2 separate regions of the Drosophila melanogaster genome follow, and region 1 is linked to region 2. Evidence: chromatin contacts called from public HiChIP or PLAC-seq data. All regions are on one chromosome and are shown on one strand. Each heading gives the region's core, a stretch centred on a gene start, on an enhancer-like site or on the middle of the called end of the contact. The rest is flanking DNA. Distances are from core to core; before and after follow the strand shown.

What was found. HiChIP or PLAC-seq counts read pairs in DNA pulled down with a chosen protein or histone mark.
Region 1: a contact with region 2 is called in an RNA polymerase II HiChIP or PLAC-seq map of the Kc167 cell line, with 4 times the contacts expected there. The contact joins the promoter of Act88F here to the promoter of AdamTS-A in region 2. A contact is called at or near these places in 1 of 1 datasets of contacts at CTCF or cohesin (the Kc167 cell line), 64 of 107 Hi-C or Micro-C datasets (the Clone 8 cell line, the Kc167 cell line, the ML-DmBG3-c2 cell line and 22 more) and 2 of 6 datasets of contacts at active chromatin or transcription factors (both in the Kc167 cell line).

The regions. Positions count from the first base shown.
Region 1 is chr3R:15,435,209-15,442,830 of dm6, reverse strand. It overlaps Act88F (Actin 88F), which reads right to left and starts at 2,862. Exons shown (of 3, transcript NM_079643.2): 1 at 2,785-2,862; 2 at 1,291-2,231; 3 at 654-1,229. The coding sequence starts at 2,215. The coding sequence ends at 1,024. AdamTS-A (ADAM metallopeptidase with thrombospondin type 1 motif A) reads left to right here. Exons shown (of 17, transcript NM_206496.2): 17 at 1-585.
Region 2 is chr3R:15,472,034-15,478,904 of dm6, reverse strand. AdamTS-A (ADAM metallopeptidase with thrombospondin type 1 motif A) reads left to right here and starts at 2,712. Exons shown (of 17, transcript NM_206496.2): 1 at 2,712-4,018. The coding sequence starts at 3,617. It also overlaps snoRNA:Or-ACA9.

The DNA.
Region 1 (7,622 bases), core at 1,613-4,112, 36 kb after region 2:
AACTCCGGTATGCAGTGATGGAAGATGCAAAGATATCCTTTGCCTAGGTAAAGTCAGCAATGGGAACAATACCAAGAAGTGCATTTCAAGCAATAATTTAATTTAATTAAAATATACTTACACTTTCCTCTGCTCCATCCCCAACAATTATTCCGATTATTCCCTGAAACAAGCCTAGGGCATCCATCCATCCATCACTCACCGAAAACGAAGAGCTCGGCTAAACTAGTGCAATGCCGGTCTGTACAATAGTTGTATTAGCTTAGCTCCGCAATTAGTTAGTTAAGAGAGAGAGAGAGAAGTTGGGAGCAAATGTATGTGTAACTAAAACGAATACTCATATTATTTAGGATACCCCCCGATCGCACAAGCCAAACCAAACTATTCATCAAATCGAATTAACACTCTTGATTGATTGTTATCACTGCCAGATTTTCAACGTTCAATCGATTGTATCCCAAATCGCCTAAGTCCCGGTACCAAGTATCCTCGCTGTATTTTCATTTAACTAGCTAGGCTAATGCAAAACCAATGTTAACAATTAATTTAATGTCAATTAAAAGGAATTTAAAGCTGTTACCAACCAAACGTGGTTCGCACCTCCAGGGCTTTTCAGTACACGGGGGGGGGGCGGGTAATAGAAAAATGTATTTATTTAAAATATTTAATAGTTTTAATGGAAGATATATTTGGCTTTCAATTCACTGACTAGGGTTAAAAGCTCCTCATATACATTTGATTGCTACTCGACATGGAGCACAGCCACGACTCTTACGATTAGTTCTTCAAAGTAAAAATCCGCTATACCGCTGCCGATGAAATGGCCATGAAGGATGAGCACCGACAACCGGAGGTTGCCTCTGATTATCTGCTGTGAATCTGAGTTGGATGATAATTGTTGTGCGATGGGTTCGCTGCTTTTGTCTATCACTGTCCGAGCCGAGGTTGTTGGGTAGCTCGATGGGTGCTTGTTGGTCGCTGCTGGTTGCTGCCTTTGAAGAGCTTTCGCGGCGGGCGAAAGACTTAAAAGCATTTGCGGTGAACGATTCCGGGGCCGGACTCGTCGTACTCCTGCTTCGAGATCCACATCTGCTGGAAGGTGGACAGCGAGGCCAGGATGGAGCCACCGATCCAGACGGAGTACTTCCTCTCGGGTGGCGCAATGATCTTGATCTTGATGGTCGATGGGGCCAGGGCAGTGATCTCCTTCTGCATACGATCGGCAATACCTGAAAGTGCACCAAAGGATTAAGCACAAGTGCAACTGCTGAAGCGAATGATTTGTCTTACCAGGGTACATGGTGGTACCGCCGGACAGCACAGAGTTGGCATACAGATCCTTGCGGATGTCCACGTCGCACTTCATGATCGAGTTGTAGACGGTCTCGTGGATGCCGCACGACTCCATGCCCAGGAACGAGGGCTGGAACAGAGCCTCGGGGCAGCGGAAGCGCTCGTTGCCAATGGTGATCACCTGGCCGTCAGGCAACTCGTACGACTTCTCCAGCGAGGTGGAGGCGGCAGCGGTGGCCATCTCCTGCTCGAAGTCCAGAGCCACGTAGCACAGCTTCTCCTTGATGTCGCGCACGATCTCACGCTCGGCGGTGGTGGTGAAGCTGTAGCCGCGCTCCGTCAGGATCTTCATCAGGTAATCGGTCAGATCGCGACCAGCCAGATCCAGACGCAGAATGGCGTGGGGCAGGGCGAAGCCCTCATAGATGGGCACGGTGTGGGAGACACCATCGCCGGAGTCCAGCACAATACCGGTGGTACGACCGGAGGCGTACAGGGAGAGCACGGCCTGGATGGCCACGTACATGGCCGGCGAGTTGAAGGTCTCGAACATGATCTGGGTCATCTTCTCGCGATTGGCCTTGGGGTTCAGTGGAGCCTCGGTCAATAATACTGGATGCTCCTCGGGGGCCACGCGCAGCTCGTTGTAGAAGGTGTGATGCCAGATCTTCTCCATGTCGTCCCAGTTCGTGATGATGCCGTGCTCGATGGGGTACTTCAGCGTCAGGATACCGCGCTTGCTTTGCGCCTCGTCGCCCACGTACGAGTCCTTCTGACCCATACCCACCATCACACCCTGGTGTCGGGGACGACCCACAATTGAGGGGAAGACAGCACGGGGAGCGTCATCACCGGCGAAGCCGGCTTTGCACATGCCCGATCCGTTGTCGATAACTAATGCACCCGCATCATCGTCACACATCTTGGCAGTTGTTTATCTGGAAGGGAGATGGAAGTGCACTCGGTTAGCTCGATCTGTCGATTATATATGTAAAGTTTTATAGCTCCCACCTACATCTCAATTCTTTAAATTCTACTACTTTAATGACAACATAGAAAACTAATTTGTGTCTCAAGAAAATATTTAACTTTTTAAGATATTGAAGAAGTGAAGTGAAACTCTATTGTCCATTTGAGCACATTTCAGTAAATAAAACCATGAAAAATTGCCAAAATTGGTATATTCCATTTCCTTTTGACTCATGCTAATATGGTTATTCACTTGAAACTAAATCAGTGCTCTATAAATATCGGAAAAGAATAGTTCATAGAACTTAATTTAAACGTATCAAATTAATTGAAAATACGTTTCGTTGCAATTACTCTTCACTTTATATTTAGATATTGAACTTTCGAAGACCGATTAGTGACTTGTAGAAAAATCCATCAAACAATCCGAACTTATTAAAAAGAGTTTTAATATCCTTAGTCCTCTTGGCTTTTTCTGTAATAATCCTTGGATCCTTCGACATTGAGGTCGCACTCACACACCTTTTAGGTCAACGAAAGGAGAAAAATTGGATAGAGTCGCACGTTCGATTCCTGTTGACAACTAGATTCAACAACAAATGGCACGCCGATCGGTCTGTCCTGCCTTTATATCTCGGCTCTCCCTCGAAGCGATTTGAGTTGGATGCCAGTGCGGCACTGAGAAAAAGATTGAGCGAAAGTGCTGCGGAACAATCGATCCATATAAGCAGTTTTCAGACTTCTGGCCGAGCATGTCAGAAGTTTGGATGCCTCATTGCACGAAGACGACTCATTAATGCGCTTCACAAAAAAAGGAAGCCACACAATTAAATACTTAATAAAGCATAGAATCATTTATTAAGATTACCAATAAATTCAATAAACGAGGGAATTTCCAAACTACGAAAATATGACATTTTATATTTTTTTCACATTGTTAGTAGGTACAAATCCTAGAAAAGGGTCTCATAACATATAACAGCTTAAATAACTATGTAGTAGAAGATAAACTTTATCTTCAATTCAGTTCATATTTAATCCTAGAAATATTTAATTAATTGACAATATATGATAGAAGTAAGCTATCAATCTTAGGACCCTATTCATTATTTGTAGGGAGTGCCAGGAGAGAGAAAGCTCTCGAAAGATAAGAGAACGCCATAGCCGAGTGATTAGCAGAGGTGCGTGATAGTCGGAGCATGGGCCATCTAAACGGCAATCAGCACTCTCGAGTGGCCAATTAGCCCCATCTCCGTCCCCATCTCTGTCCCAATCCTGCTGCCAATGGGCGACTGCTGCGGCGGACGACTCATTCGGTGCTGAGAGTTCGGAAAATAGAAACGGACCTTAGAAGGACCGACGCAAGACAATTGGCATCCGCGGCAGGGACTGGGAGAATGGGACATTTCAACGGGCACGCAGCGAGGCGAATCTAAAATAGACGCGCCAAGCAGAGCGGCACCTATAAATCAACATCAAGGTTGATCGAGATCTCCGCGCGCGGTGCTCGAGGAAGCTGCATCCACATTTGCAATCGCATTCTACAGAATGCTGCTGCACTTTGCATTGCGGCGCCGATGCAATCCCGAAGATGCGAAATCACCGTGCCGACCATTTATCAGTGCAATTAACCAACCATTGCCAGCCAGACCGAGCGAAAATGTATTTTCTCAATCGAACTGTATTTATCCTTTTATGTAGATTTAATTATTTTTTACTTCTTTCTATTTACGTTTTTATTGCTTGCCCACATGAATAATCGAATGCGGTTGGTCTAAAGATAGGATCTGATTGCTCGGAAGTGAATTGGTGGCATTCCCAAAGCGTTTTATTTGGTAATTGCCTTGATTGACATCGTGTATTGAGCAAGAGGTTAGTGGCTGCGAACAGAATTGTTCACCATTCTTATCTTTATTTTTTAATTTATGAAAAGTCATTCAACCACTGAATTGATTGGGCTCACCATTTATTTAAAAATTCATATCTTAACTAAATTTGCCTATTGTGCATTCTAGATATTTCTGAATTATACTTTTATTTCGGCAAATTGATATAATTGTGAAAAATATTTTAGAAATTTAAGTGTTTTTTTAAAAATTACACTTCTACTGCACACTTTTGTTCTCTTTCTATCGAAAGATAAATTAGTAATTAATTAATTTAATTACTATAACATTATGTAAACATCGTTAAATATTTGTATACCTATTTGTACGGTTTCAGGAATAATTTCTATTGGATTTGTATTGATGTACGTAAGAATTTCCCACGATTTATTTATTTGAATATTTCGTAGTCGAGACAAGAACCATAAACTAAAAGCATGCAAGTCTTAGCATACTTTTCGGCTGAAGTAAAAGCCAATCATAGATGGCGCTGTAATGCACAGCGAATGGTCTTTCACTTAACAGCATTTAAACGAGTTTATGATTTTCTATCTGAAAAGAAGAGAATATGACACATCGAATGGCTCCGAAGATAAATAATATATTGAAATAGCTCCAGCACGGGCCCCTGAAAAAAAAAGCTCGACGGAACCCGTTTCCGCTAGCGCACCTATTGTCGGTGAAAGAGCGCCAAGCGAAAGCCAAGCGACAGAAACGTGCTCCAAAACGAAAGACTTAAGACCCGAACCTGAACCTCAAGCAGAAATAGAAGCAGAAGCAGAATGAGAAAAGCAAAACCGAGGCGAGCTCGAAAAAGAAAGTGCAAGTGGACGCAGATACTTTAGTATTCCGTCAGCGGAGTCGGGCTTATTTTCTTACTTCGTCTTGCGTCTGTGTTGGTGCTCGTTTCACGGGCAGAGCGCGCCGCTGGAGACCGAGACCGAGACCCAGACCCACAGCCACAGCCACTTCACCAGCACCACCACCATCATGATCACCGCCATGGTAACCAGCACCACCACAATCATCACCGCAGGCAAAGTTAAAGCCAAAACCTGAGCCACGAGCGCGTTGGCGATGACGACGCCGACTGAGGCTGCGGCTGAGCAGCGGCCGCGCAGCTTGACCCACTTTTTGGCCCATACAATCAGAATGTTTCATGTTTCGATTTTATTATTTTATTTTCTGTTTCTCTTTTCGGCTATCTTTTCGATTTGCTGGTCAGCAACGTGTATGTGTGTCTATAGTATGTATGCGTATGTAAGTGTGTATGTATGAGTGCGAAGTTACTTTTTCTTTTCTTGCAGCTTGGCTGCTCTCATTGAAGTTGTAGGCCTATGCGAGATACGTGTGTAGATACAAGAACCATTTATTTATTTCGTGGCATGACTTTCGAAAAATTGTTTTATATTTCACTCGCCGCTGCGTTGCTGTGCGGGGGAAAAATTCACTGCCAACGGAGATATTACTTTCAGATTCCATACTCGCTCATTAAAGGGGTAGCGAAAAATCAATCTGGATTGAGCATTTAGAAGAACAAATGATCTGCTCATCCATGGTTGTCGGATTTTCGTTTGCTGCATGTTGCTGTTACTGTTGCTGTTGCTGCTGCGTTGCTGCCGGCAGCATGACATAAACTTTCGATTGTCTGCCCGTCACATAACTGTTACTCGTCTTCTGCCTCGGTTTCCCCACAGCTCCATCTCCGATTTCCATTTCCATCGCCTTCTTCTCGTTCTTTTGGCCATTTCTTCTCCGCTACCACATCAATTTGGACTTTGGGCTTAAATGGGTAATTGGGTCAGACCCCGTTGGCTGCTTTCGGGAAATGTTCATTTCACTTAAAATTCTTTGGCTTATATTTTTGGTTTGTTAGTCATACGGCAGCTGGCTCTGGTTCTTTGCGAGACTTTATGAAATTCGGAAATCTCTTTTCCTGCTCGGATTTTACAACTTTCTTGGCTTATTCTTTACCTTGCCTTGTCTTTGTGGCTGGGCGCTTAATGCGTTTGGCATCGTTTTCGGCATCTTCGCTCGTTCTGCCTCGCCCTCTGCACAGCTTCTTCGCCGTCTTCTTAATAATTTTATGTTAATTATTAAAAAGTGAAAATACGATTTTGGCTTTTGGGGTCTCGACTCTTAGCTGCATTAATCATTTAGCCGCGATACATCTTAGCTCGTTTCTTTTTCCCCCAGCAGTTCTGGCCCGGTCGAGATTTATATAACGAACCAGCCGTCCAATTAAATCTATTAGCTCTCCTATTGACAAAGATCATCGTTTGGCAATAAAATGCGTTTTCGTTTTCAGTAGAAACAAAATATTCCGTTGCTCATTAGCATGTAAATACAAATTCGGGCCTATTAGTTGGTCGAAAGTCGTGGTCATGCGACACAAGATTGAGCACTGGATGACTAAATGGATCTTCGACAGGTTCTGCATCCCTACTTGAAGTGGATGTGGATACGGTATACTCGATGTATCCGCAATGGAAAGATGATTTACATCTCTATATGTAACAGTCGGTGGCTTTATCACACAAACTTTCACCCAGCTGAGTAAAATATGTTAAAAGAATCGATCAATCGGCAACGGTGTGAACTCACAAGCTTAGAATACTGCCTATACAACTTTACAACATTGAAATTCTCGCCGACAATTTATCAAGCTTGGGAAAATCTCGAAAGAAATAAAAAGCTGACAAATGCCGAGTAAATAGAGGCCTACCACTGTGCCCCACGGCGGCAGCGGGGCAATTCAATCCAAGTACAATGGCCAGGGGAAGTGTCTAATGCAGACATCTTCTACATTAGAAAGTTTTCTACAACTACAACCAGCAGGGCAGCATCGCGCATCCGAGTGTAAGACAAAAGAAACAACTGTAAGTGCAGAGAGCCCCGGCTCCCCGAAAAGCACCCAAGAGCCCCAGCAAGACCACTCCAAATGGAGCCTGCTGAAGACAGAGCTTTGCAACGCTAACTGCGCATGGGTAGACCAGTAGAAAGAGCAGTACGAGCACCAGACCCAGTCCCAGTACCAGTACCAGTACCAGTACCAGTACCAGTACTAGTACCGCCAGCAACAATGAGAAATGCAGCGGTGAAAGATTTCCAAATGCAACTCACTGCAACTGCAACCCACTGGTGAGGCGATTCAAGTTGATTTCTGCCCGGCTCGCTGGGTGCTGCTCTCCACATTATCTATCCGTTGGCAATTAAAGTATAATTAAGAATCTAATGGAGTTTCACTCTCCTTGTGCGTAATTAGCCGTGCGGTTTATGCAAAGAAAAGTAAAAACGGCAGCAACAATGGAAAAGCGAACGGAATCAGATTGCCAGCGAAACGGGGGCCAAAAATGTGCGACAAGAAGAAGAAAAAACGCTTAAATTATATAATTATAAAAAAAATCTTGACAAAAATAGACGAAAGTTGTAATTTTCAGCGCTTGGCAAACACGAGCAGGGGGTGGGGTGGAG
Region 2 (6,871 bases), core at 1,463-3,962:
GAGTTTGATTTTTGCGAATTTCCAGAATTTAGACATCATCGATGTGGGCATGGAATTGGGGGCTCTTTAAGAAAGGTTTTTGTTTAGTTAGCCCAAATATTTGATTCGATTTGATTGAGCAGCTGTCAGAGGAACTTCAAAACCTGAGCTCTCAATAATTCCGCAGGCCTGCCGATTGGATTGGATCTCGGGTCCGAACGGATCGCTGGAATGGCTGTTTCGGGTTTTCGCAAGCTTTCGATCATTCAATCAGGATCAATATTTATCAATCAAGTGTGTGGGTGAGCGCAAAAAAAAAGCGACTGAATGGAACTATCAGAGCAGAGCATAAACATATAGAAATGCCGAACCAGCTCACGCATTAGACATGCTCACCCATTATTATACATACATACGGACAGACATACGGACAGACGCAATTGACTAAGAGGCCTGCGCGTGTTGGACGCACGGACGGATAAACAGACAGTCAGTCTGACATCGAACATCTGAAGACTTCGAATTCGATAGTGATCCGTAGTCTAGGGCTCTTCACAGCCTCTCGCTTATTGATCTTCGATCCACACGAAGGCCGCCAGCGTGCAGATCGAAGTTGCACAAATGCCAGGACAAGGGGTCTGGATTGGGTATCCACCTGAAAGTGATTCTCTATCCAAATCCAAGTTGGGGCCAGTCCATCTATGCTGTTGCCATATAAGCATCAACAGCTAAACAAAAGTTTATGGCTATCTGCCCGCCTTATGATCTAAATGCGTTAATTATTAGGATGATACAATGCGATCGGAGCAGATAGCATAGATACAAAAATGGATAGACAGATAGATACATTGTGGTCAGCGGTCTCCAGTGGCTCGATCATTAGCATCTGAAAACCAGCGGCGCCTCTTTGAGCAATATTTCCTAATTTAGAACGTATGCTTTCCTACAGATCAGTATGCGATTTGCTAGACTGAGCAATTTATTAGTGACTTGGGGAGAGACTCCAGCTAGGAGTCGTTTATTTTGTTTAGTGGCTGTGTAAACATTGCTTACAGGGCATGATGATTAGTTCGGTGTAATACAAACAGCCTTCTTGGGGAACTCACTTGCCCCCTCCAGACTTTTAGGGCTATTTTGTAAGATGTTCTGTTATGGCTGCTGTTTTATGTTGGCATCATTTGGATGCCGGCTGTTTGTTGTTGATTACAAAACAAGCGTTTTGTTGCCGATTGCATGGTTGCATGGAGAACGCTCTTCCTGGAATCTTTTGAGATGTTTTTCATTAGTCCACCATTCTCGCAACATCCGTAGTATATGAATATGCATCATCGTATTTTGGAATATTTTTAAATTTTCGCCGACCTCCACGGCGGCGAAATGGATTTTTAATTTCCAACTATACTTTAATTTGGCAAACGAGCTCTGGTCTTTTAATTGATTAATTCTTATTGCTGCGTTTGATTAAAGAAAATATTTAGTATACAATAGGGTCAATTGCTACATATGGTAATTTGGCACAGAAGACATTTATGTGGAAGAGTTCTCGGCGTTCAAATAATGGAGCGAATGGCTACTATTTTTATTCACTGACGCGATCAGTAGATTGATCTTGACCCACATTGGATGGGCTGGGATCCGGCAGATGTCGCACACTCTATGCCCAAATGAGACAATATAAAGTATAAAGTATAAAGTATTGTTTATAATGATACCAATTTGAGACAAATCAGTTACACTTGCCTATCTAAACTATTACGATATGTTTGTTCAGCTTGTGTAGATTATTTAGATATATCTTTATATTTGTCGCATTTCTGAGTAAAGGCTGTCGTGTCAGTTTATTTACGTCAAAAAAAGAATTTTTTTTGATACTGATGAGCTAGTCATCATTGTACCATTCTCTGTGATCATCAACTTCCTTTTTTTCTTCCGAAATGACTTCTTCCGGAAGTGCACCACTGGTAATGCCCAGGGTCTTATCCTCTATTTCAAAAGAATTCGTATTCAAAGTTTTTAGTACTGCTCGGTGCGATTAGTAATGCATAGGCTAGTAAAATAAGTCATAAGTAAAAAGAGTTTTATTATTTACTCAAGTACATACTTACTCAAATTGGTTGGTATCACACAAGTGTGAACATGTTTACAAATTTTGATTACTTTTAAAAACTATTACTGAATAAAGCATGCAGCATAAGCCTATTTTTTTTTTTTTTAATATTTATATTATTTCATCCGAAAAGGCAGATACTCTAGATGCAAAGATTGTTACTATGCTAACACACCTTATCTTATCCGATGATAATTATGTCCACACACTTAATCCTCACATGTGCAAAAATATTGAGTAAGCAGAGGCGCACTTAAGAGAGCGTTCGAGTGCTCTTTTAAGCCGCGCTCGGCTCTCTTTTCGCCACAGCGCTCTCTGCGCAGAGAAGCCGGCTGTTCTGCGTACTGATATGATTCTGACGTATTTCTAATCTCTCTAAAACACTCCTTCGGAATCGAAATCCTAAGCCCATTCAGCAAACCCATATCCCTATACTCGTGCCTACATACGAGTATGTACATACATATGTACATATGTATGTATGTATGTTGTACAGCATATAGCTGCGAGAGAACCGCTTTTAGCTTTCGGAGCGATATATGTTCGCGATCTCAGATTGCTTGGCGGTACGGCGGAACGTCCGCTACCAACTGCTGTTCGGCGAGCAGTGTTCAGTCCGCAGCGGGAACTCAAGCGAGCCGAAACGAAACATCGCCAGATACAGATACAAATTCTCTGGTTCGCAGCATTGGTCTGGTCCATCGGCTCGTTCTCGTCCGTTTCATTTATTTGCGCGCGCGCGGTAGTATCAGACAATTGCTAAAGTTCCATTTGTAATATTAATCCAGTTGCGATTTCTAATTCGAATTTGAATACGTATTCATCCCAGTGCGCCAGTGTATTCCGTATCCTGACCAGCCATGTCGGCCAGATGGCGATAGCGATGCCGATGCCAAACGATCGGCGTGTTCTTGTGAACTCTGACATGGTGCTCAGTTGTGGGACAACCTTCGCCACCGAAAAGTTTGCAAAAATAGCCGCTGGCCGAAAGCGAAAAGAAAGCCAGCAACTCAGAATGCCAACGGTGGCCAAGTTAATGGTGCAGCTCGAAAGTGAATGCATTCGGCGCGATGTGTGAAGTTCAAGCTTAACATTGGCCAAAACCCAACCGCAACTGCGAATAAATTCTGTGATTCGGCAAAAAGATTCATCATGAGATCGTACAATGGCTCCAGTACTAAGTAGTTTATCTAGCTAATCGCAGCCATAAGTGTGAGTCGTTTTAATACCCACGAGCCGTAGTCTTTGCCTTTCTGTTCGTTCGTATTTTCGCATTTTTTGGCGGGTGCGGTGCCCACGGCAACGGAACGAGACTGTCGCATTTCAATTAACAAAATAAGCAAAAAGCCAAAGAGCCAAAGAGCCATAGAGCCAACATAAGTGTAAAGATACATATATCTACAAGATATACGTATAGCCGTATATACGCATACTGTGGATTTTGTTGCTCTTTCGCGCGCATTTTTGCACGTGCCATTTGGGATTTCGGATTTCTGAGATTGGAGATCGCTATCTTATCTGGTCATCGCCATGTCCATGCCGGATGCCGGTTCACTTAAATCGCCCGCCGGCGGCCAGGAGGTCGAGTGCCATCGCCTGCTGTCGGACCTGCCCGCCTTCGCGTATCCCAGCACCACACTGCGGTCCACAACTTCTGGTCACAGCACTGGCACGAATAGTACCACTGTCTGCGAATCTCCCGGTGCTCGGGATCGTACCTCCTTCGCGTGCTCCTCCTCTTGCGTATCATCCGCCTGCTCAGCCACCGCCTCCGATGACGACGAGGATGAGCGTGCCCTTGAGCGCTGTCTGCGTGGGACGACGGACGACCTTGGGGAGTCCGGCCTGCGGTATTCGCTGAAAGGACCACCGCCGGAGCTCTACTCGGCCAAGAAGGACTTCATCAGCAAGGGTCCGCTGCTGGGCAGACAGGTAGGTCCTAAATCCGAGCTCTACATAAGTATAAATATTTTTGGAGGCCTAGTCCGCCGCATCGAATTTCGTGGGCTGATCGAATTCGCAGACCGGGATTTTAACGATTTTTCATTTATTTGTGTTTGTATTCGTCTCTGTCTCTCTCTCTCTTTTTTTTCTACTTTATCGAAATCGGCTGGCCAAGCGAAAACCAAATTTAAGTTAATTTATTGCATTGATTCCACATCAATGTGTCGAGTTCTTTCCTTTCTTTTATAATTTCGGTTGATTTGCCGATATTTTGGTGTGCTCGTCTCGTTTTGTATGCCGCATTGTTTTATTTCGTTTCATTTCATTTCATTTCATTTTTTTTTTTGTTTTGTTGCTTTTGCCGCCACTCTGGCTCTCTATTCGATTTTGATTAAATACCACTGGCGACACAAAGAAAGCGACAACCAAAGCGTTGACCACCGCATTTGAATTCACACGCCTCACTGGCCACGAAGCACCGCGCACGCGGCAGCGGAAATGTGAATCTGGATCCCAAGTTGGATCCACGATAGGATTCTCGGCAACCTCACCGTTCGACAGCTTCAAACAGACTGAAGATGGCAACGTGTTCGAAGCACTTCGATCCAAATGCGCCAGAGCGCCTCCACGAAGTGCATTCATATATCAAGCAATCTGGTCATCAAACTATTCCTTTTGGTTTGGGTTTGCAGCTCCCACTTCTTTAGCTGACTCATAATCCATCCATTTGCGTCACACAGGGTCTGCTGATGTATGTCGGACGTGTGTTTCCGCCAGGTTGCCACTATCTTGCTCTAGCTCTGCAGCAACAATTTTCGGGAAAGCGAAAGATTCTGCAGCATCGGGAGCACATGTCCCACAGGAGATAAGAACATAAAAGATATCTAATAGAGATAAAGAACAAAGACGCCCCTGTCTGGATGTCACTGATATTCCATATTCCAGACAGGATTGGGTACGAACTTTTTTTTGCCCATTAGTGCGAGGCAGACGACGAATTAAGATGCAAATTTCGATAAACATTTTCAAGTTCGGTTTAAGGAAATGGTATTGCAGTTACACACGACCTGGGTGGAAACAGCACATAACTACGATTTACAGAGCTCAACAAGGTGTGAAAAGCGTTTGTTTCGGGACGTGACAACAACGTGAATGGAAACATGCCTAAATCACGGCTTACTGGCTAACTGGCAAGCTGGCTAACTGGCTAACTGGCTAGCTGGCTTACAGGCCATTAGAATTTTATCAACGTCCGCCTGGCGGGCAATGTAAAATGTGAAAAACGACACGATCCCCCGGTCCATGAATACATAATAATGCATAATAATGTTGGGTGCGCGAGTGGTGAAGTCTGTAGGCCCAACTGCCACTGATAACGGGCCATGTGTGGCAACGTAACCCCCTCGGGATCGAATGGGAATAGGATGTACTGTCTATTTGGGTTGTATGTATAAACTCGTATGCACATCGCTTGGCATTTTAGAAGCACATGAGTAATTGTGACATATTCAGTGCGGTGCGACTCGATTCACTCGCTGTTGTGAATGTTTCGAAAATAGATTTTCTAGTTTTTCGCGTGGCGCCTAGAATCTGAGAAGTCGGGAAATACATGCATGTAAGTAAGGCTGCGCCGTCCAATTTGTATTTCGACAATAAAATTTTCACAATGTGTAGAATTTGAATATTTATTTTCTTGCTTTTTGTTTCTGTTTCGCGTTTTGTCTTTTTTTTTTATTTATTTATTTAGTTTTTTTTTTTGAGTCGTACGTCGTCGCTTTGCGCGTGTTTCTCTGTTCTCTTTTTTCAATTTATTTCGTCTACTTTAAATAAAAACAAAAAAATATGCTAGTTTCGGAAAACCGAAACTTATACACCCTTGCAGTAATTATTTGCAGAGTTTGAACAAATTAAAATCGAATGTCAAATCACAAATTTGGTGTGTACCGAATTAGAACGCATTATGATTAAAAAACAACTAAGCTGGGATTAGTTTTTCATTGATTTGCTAGACATTTTATATGATATGATAAGGTTGTCCGTTTCTGATCAAAAGCGAAAGGCTGTAGATTGTCTTCTTTACTGCGTTGCAAATTCCTGACTGAAAGCAATATACCCTTAGCAAGGGTATAACGATGAAAATTTGAAGAGTTCAGTGACACCAGAAAAATATAAGAAAAGTAGAGAAAAGATGACTGAAATGCTCAATTTGTCAGTTGCTTAAAAAGTACCACTCAATATGTGGGTGCTGTCGAATATGCGACGAGTATATGACCATCCATCCACCCAAAACTAGATGGATAACCCCCGAAGACCCCGAAGAAAATCGAATTGTGACCAACGACGATTAATGATCGTAAAATATTCAGCTCGTCTACCCGTGATTAATGCCACACATAACCATCATTCTGTATACCGATTCTCATGCAAATGAGTAGGGCGTGTCCTTGCAGCCCTTTGCATGGTGGATGGGGTGACAAATAATTTGTCGGAATATTAATGCCGTCAGAGAACAAAATAGAAATAAACCACAGGCAGTAAAAAGGCCAGAAAACGAGCAAATAATTTTAGGTGTGATGCCGGGGCGTGACTTTGGGGTGCTGTGCTTATGCTTTAAGCTGGTTATTTTGAATTTAATACAATTTTTTTCGCCAAAAGATATATACGTGATCTGAATGCAAACACTTCTGCGAAGGCCCGCATCCCCCACCCCTCCCCTCGGGAAACCACCCACGTTCCCCATAAAAGCAATTTTGCTCATTTTCTAGCAAACGAAAACTGTCAAAATGATGAAAAAAATACTTATAAAACTCTAGGGAATTATTTCGAGCAAGAGAGCCGACA